Regions from separate parts of the Mus musculus genome. Here region 2 is linked to region 1. The links are chromatin contacts, called in public HiCAR-type maps. All regions are on one chromosome and are shown on one strand. The core of a region is the stretch at or near the end of the contact, and the rest is flanking DNA. Distances in the headings are between cores, read along the strand shown. Region 1 overlaps Slit3 (slit guidance ligand 3). Region 2 holds the start of Pank3 (pantothenate kinase 3).

Region 1 (2,844 bases), core at 103-2,602:
CCCATTTTGTAATAACTGTCTCAGAATGCCCCAGGCGTGAATGAAGCAGAGCGATGAGGAGCAGGTCTGTGCTTTCCATCCCAGGCTCAACTGGGCATTCATTGACAGGATGGCAGGTGGAATCGCCCAATAAATAAATGATTTATCCACCTCTCCCTGTTCAGCACACACAGTTAGATTCCATAGAAGTTGAACATTACCCTTCCCAATCAAATATATAAATATAAAAACAAGCATCCGACCCAGCTGTTTATTTTTTTTTTTTAGTCCAGTGAGTTATTCTACGGTTATCCTGGGGTTTGAGAGCACAACCCATCGAAATCACGGTTGGCAGAAGGGAAAATGTCATGAAAGGCAGATATGGTCCCTTTCTCTCAGGAGATACAGTCACAAAGAGAAACATAGGCCCCAGGGTGGAGGAGTAAGCGAGGCCATCCAGTGGTATGGGAAAGGACTCCGGATATTTTTACTGCCAGTCTTCTGCAACAGAATAATACCTATGTTTTCTGTAGCATGGTCCAAGGCAAGAGTTTTCCTGAAAACCTCATTGATGCCTGGTCTGGGATTTGAAGGCAGGGTCTTAGACCTCAGCTAAAGGAACAATGGGATTCCTAGCTGCTAACAGTGTTTATTAATAAAGAGAAAGTGGCTTCAGGCTACAGAAAGGAGGCACACCATTCTGAAGGCTTATCAGAGGGGCTTCCTGCTGACCCCTTGTTTGATCTAGGTTCAGCACCACCTGTTGCTCTCCTGTCTATGCCTCATGAGGAGAAGTCTCTGAAGAAGGAGACAGACAGAGCTTTAGCTTTAGCAGGACCAGAGACACAGTTTGAGGGCTTTGCGGCACATGACTGGGGAGGGGAGAATATGCCATGCAGTCACTTACACAGGCAGTGGGAAGGCCACCTAGACCGCTCTCAGCCCAGAACCAGACTCAAGCCCAGGAGGCCTACCTTGGCCCACCGCTCAAACCGATCTCGAATCTTCTGGCACTTCTTGGGGGCAGGGGTGGTGGTGGTAGAAGGCAGCACAAAAGAGTTGGGAAACAGTTTTAATGAGAAATATTCCCCCAAAGTTCCCAAGTGCTGTGAGTTATAAATGAAGCCATGAATCATGGGGCTGCCTGCAATATTTTATAAGTGGTGTTGGAAAACCGCCTCTAATAAACTTGGGGGAAGATGGATCACCTTTCTGGAAAAGCAGAAAAGGATGTTGGAGGTATAAATACACCCAAAGACTGGACTGTGATCCCTCCAGTGAAGCCATGCAGCCCCGCCCCCACCCCGTGCCCAGTGCTCCAGCCTTAAGTACTTTATGACTGAGGGCTCCTCGCGGGCGCTTACATTTCAAACTGACTGTTGGCTCACATCTGCTATTACTTCCCGGAGTTGCAGCATTCCACATCCAGAGCCCCCGGCCCAGAGAAACTCCCTCCCCACATCTCCCCACTAGCACAGAGGTCACGTGACTGCAGTGGTGAAGGAGGAAGAGGAAATGCCAAATGGACTAGGAGAAAGGATGGAAATAGAAACAGAGGAAGAGGGTAAGGGGAGACTCTGAAGAAGAAAGACAGATGGGACAAGAGTGGGAAGATGAGGGAGGATAACAAGCCTTCCCCTGAGACATAGGTGCTAAGACAAAAATGATATGTGGTCATGTACGGGGCGGAGCTGTGATTCCATGGAAATACCCAACTGGGGAGTGAAAACGGCCACCCCAAGAGTCTTGTCCCATGGCTTGAGATTCATTTCCCAAGTCGGGTAATGGGGGTGGGGTATAAGACTAAATGGACACATGCAGATATGGGCAGGTGGAAACTGGCTTGGAATTTCTTTCTCCCCCAAACCCAAGATCACTTTTCCTTTTTCTGTTTTTCATCTCTCTACATATCTTACTGTTTTCTCTGAATGTGAGGGAACATTTGGACCTAGAGCCTGACTTTGTGTCTGGGATGGGGTGGGAGTGGGGTCCTGGTTGGGATGGGGTGGGGGTGGGGTCCTGGTAACAATGATGCCAAACATGGTAGGCCAGAACTTATTTGGGACCATGCCACAGCTGTAGGACAACTGCCATGCAGCTTTGCACAGGGGGAAGATAGACTACTTGTGATACAACAGAAACTGCCTACAAACTTACGGCCAAGGGGTAGGTGAACCAAGAATAAATAATTCGTTCACTAACAGGAAAAGAAATGTCAGAGGTAAGGAGAGGGTCTACCTAAATTGACTTGATGGGAATTCCCGCTGAAGGCAGGCCAGAGTGATCAGACATCATCTTCTGTCAGGGTGATGGAGGATAGAGGATATCAAAGATGTTTGGGTAATGGGGTGGGGGAGGGGATTTGGACCAAACCAACTTCAACAGCCTTGCAGAGATGAACTGAAAGTCTGAGAGTCAAGCCCTGTTTGGGAAGAGGATTTAGAGAAGCCTGCCTGAAGTTAGAGAAAGGATGGAGTTCTGGGCAGTGGAAGGGGAACGGAGGCTCCTCCTCCCACCACCAGGGCTCTGAGCAGCTGGGTTCAACTGTGTGAACTTTATTTAGCAGGTATATCCGAGTTTATCACACCCTGGCCACACAGGCAGTGGGCTATGACTCAAAGCAATAGCCCTTGGGAAGGGCTTCATAACCTCTTAGGATGAGACTCTTTTCTTGCTTGGCCTGTCTCTACGCACAGTCAGGAACTCAGCTGGCTCTCATCTTTAAGATGAAGCTAACGATAAACACTTCACGGCATTGTGGCAATTAAAGTAAGATAATTAGTGCAAAGCCCTCTGTGCTCCGGAGGCTCTCAGAAGCCCCTCCTGGCTTCCAAACCCTGATCCAGAGCCCAGAGCCTGACGTGT
Region 2 (2,844 bases), core at 190-2,689, 320 kb before region 1:
GACTAAAAGTCACTGAAGCAAAGTTCTCTTTCCTCATCTTTAAGCACTGAGAACTCTCACGTTTTAAGTAAATGTTTCTGGACTGCGTTGGAAGCTGAGTCTGTGAGGTTTATGGGAACAGGCAGGGAAGATGTTCATGCCCCCTTTACAGCTGACCTCTAGGCGCAGTTGTAGATGGCATAAAACACTAAAATCTGTAAAACCTCTATGACAGGAACACAGATCCCCACATGCCCAGTTAGTAGAGAATGAAAGAACAACATTCACAAAGACTGAGCCAATAAACAAGCCAACCGCAGGAATAAGAGGCATTTAAAAGACAGCTTGTGAACCTTGATGTGTCTCTCATAACAGGGTTAGAACCTTTGCATGTATATGCATGTACAACTACAGAAAAAAGCTCGAGGTATTTATCACCATATTAATGTGTTCGAAATAGCTGAAATACGATGTTTAACCTTGGTGTTTATCTGCTCCCTAAAACACAAAACCAGCTGATTTTCTAAACTGCCCAAGCCATTAATTTATCTACAGGCAGAGTACATGCACAAGCGTTGAACAGCTCCAAATGCAAGGCTGACAACTCCCAGGAACCCACCTGGACTTCAAGGACACGCGCAGGAAACCCAGAAACTGGGGAAAATGGGAGGGAGGTGGTGTACCAACCCCTATCTGACAGCCATGACTACCTCTTTTCAAGAGGGGCCTGGTAGCTGTGCTCCCATTTTGGTAAAACCCGAGTCAAGATTCTCCCGTGCACCTCCCAGATCTGCAGGAGCAAGAGAGCAGCGGGCAGGGGGACCGCAGGAGCCTGGCCCTCATGCATGGGGGTGGGGAAGCCCGCCGCCTGCAACCTGGGGCTGCAGCGATCCCTCCCTTCCCTCCCTGGCTGGCGTCCGAGAACAGTCGCGAGCTTAAAGCGGGCCGCTCCGCCAGAGGCTCCAAGGCCCGTCTTCCCAACCCACGGGTCCCCGGTCCCATCTTACAGGGTTTTTTGGCATCCTTGATCTTCATGGCGTCGGCCTAAGGCGCGAGGGGTAGCCTCGGGTGCAGAGCTCAGCGAGGAGAGGTGAATACTCCGGAGCTGGCTGGGCCGCGCGGCGAGGCCCGGCCGGTTCCTCCCCTCAGGCCGGGTGGGGCGGGCCTAGGGCGGGGCGGCGGCGCCTGAGGCCACAGGCGGCCCACGGGGCGGCCCAGCAACCCCGCAAGGGGCGGCCGGGACCGAGCGAGCCGGGGAAGGCCGCGGGCCTCGCCGCTCCGTGGCCCCCCGCAGCCGCTCCGAACAAAAGGCCCCGGTCCCCCGAGCCGCCGCCGCCGCCGCCGCCGCACTGAGAAATAGCCCGCCCAGGCCCAGCGCCCACGTGACTCAGGCCTCCTCGCCTCGCTCTCCGCGGGGCTGCTAGGAGTTGTAGTTCTCCGTAGAGTGAGGCTCCACTCTCCTGCGGCAGATGCTCAGGCGGACTACAAAGCCCAGGATGCCTCTCGACCCCTATTTCTAGCCCCCCTCCGCTTCCGGAGATCGCCTCAGAGTGGTCCCAGCGGGGAAGAGGCGGAGCCTTAGTCACGCCAGCAAGGAGGCCGCCAATGGTAGCAAGCCGTGGGCGGTCCTGGCAATTCCCGGGCTCTGGTCTCGTAGCGGCTGAAAGAAGAGAGGGGTTGTGAACTCTGAGGGCGCTGTGGCTGTCACGCAGTCGCAGATTTTCCTCTTGATGGTTTTTCCCTGTGATGGCTGTGTCAAAATTCAGGGGTCCAGACCACTGAATACGTTTGATGAGATAAGTCATCCGCTAAAGGAACACCTTGAATATTGGGGTTGGAAGGTCACTAAAGATGGTAACATTTGCTACATAATTATTATTTAATGTAATGTAGTCTAGCAGCCTTTTGAGTCACATGCGAGTTTTATTTACTGTGAAGATACGGCAGGAACGAGGCAGTCGAAACACTTGAAAGTTGTAGTATGGTCGTGGTGCAACGCCTTTAATCCCTGAACTCTGTGGAGGCAGAGGCAGGCAGATCTCTGGAAATTCGAGGCCAGCCTGGTCTACAGAGCGAGTTCCAGGACACCCAGAGCTACAGAGAAACCCTGTCTCATAAAACAAAACGTTTGAAAGCACATGCCTTTCAGGTTCCTCACAGGATCTCTCTAGTCTAGCTCCTCATTATAAAGAGGAAAGTGACTTTCAGAGAAAAGAATTAGATGCACCAGTTCTCAGAATAAACCCAGGATACCCTTTTCTCTACGCCTCTTGTGATTTGAGATCATCCATCGGAAAAGGAAGAGATGGTATCAAGGACATGGCCTCTCCTCCACTTTTATGTCTTAGATGGCAAAGAATTCAGTCATTGACAATATGTGGCTTGGTAGGAACCTCCATGTGCTTGCCCCTGGGGAGTTGGCCCTGGAAGATAGCATTCCAAGAAACAATCTAACTGGCGAGCTCTGCTGTCCTGCCTTTGCTGATTGCTATAGTTTGGATTTAGTTGCTCTAAGCCAAAATTCACACTGAGGCTTCATTTCTCAATGAAGTAGTGTGAGAAGGTGGGGCCTTCAGGAAGTGACTGGGTAATGGGGACACCAGTCTTGCGGTTGATCAATGACTTTCTCTAGAGACTGTATTACATCTCATGGGACTAGGTTAGAGCTTATGGGAATGAGTTGGGTCTGGCAGGTCTGGTTTAATTACTGTGTACTGGTGGATATAATGGAAAGTTAGCTTTGGTGTTCTGGCGACTTTCAGATTCACTTGACATTCTTCTTTGGATTTTACCGTGTAATGTTTGTCAGACCACCCCTGCCTCCAAAGGGTAACTAAACACCCTCCTCCCCCATAACATACCAAG

What was found. HiCAR-type assays count read pairs that join an accessible place to other places.
Region 2: a contact with region 1 is called in a HiCAR-type map of astrocytes, with 2.2 times the contacts expected there. The contact joins the promoter of Pank3 here to the enhancer-like site in region 1. A contact is called at or near these places in 2 of 39 promoter capture datasets (cranial neural crest and hippocampal neurons), 2 of 484 Hi-C or Micro-C datasets (the N1E-115 cell line and cortical neurons) and 3 of 115 datasets of contacts at active chromatin or transcription factors (astrocytes, embryonic forebrain and embryonic stem cells).

The regions. Positions count from the first base shown.
Region 1 is chr11:35,446,644-35,449,487 of GRCm38.p6, reverse strand. All of the region lies in intron 4 of Slit3 (slit guidance ligand 3), which reads right to left. Among named protein-coding and RNA genes, the nearest start is that of Gm39705, 96 kb to the left of the region's middle. Within about 2 kb of position 1,352, at least 8 of the 459 cell types and tissues checked have an H3K27ac peak or open chromatin away from gene starts, as enhancers often do.
Region 2 is chr11:35,768,090-35,770,933 of GRCm38.p6, reverse strand. It overlaps Pank3 (pantothenate kinase 3), which reads right to left and starts at 1,439. Exons shown (of 7, transcript NM_145962.2): 1 at 987-1,439. The coding sequence starts at 1,014.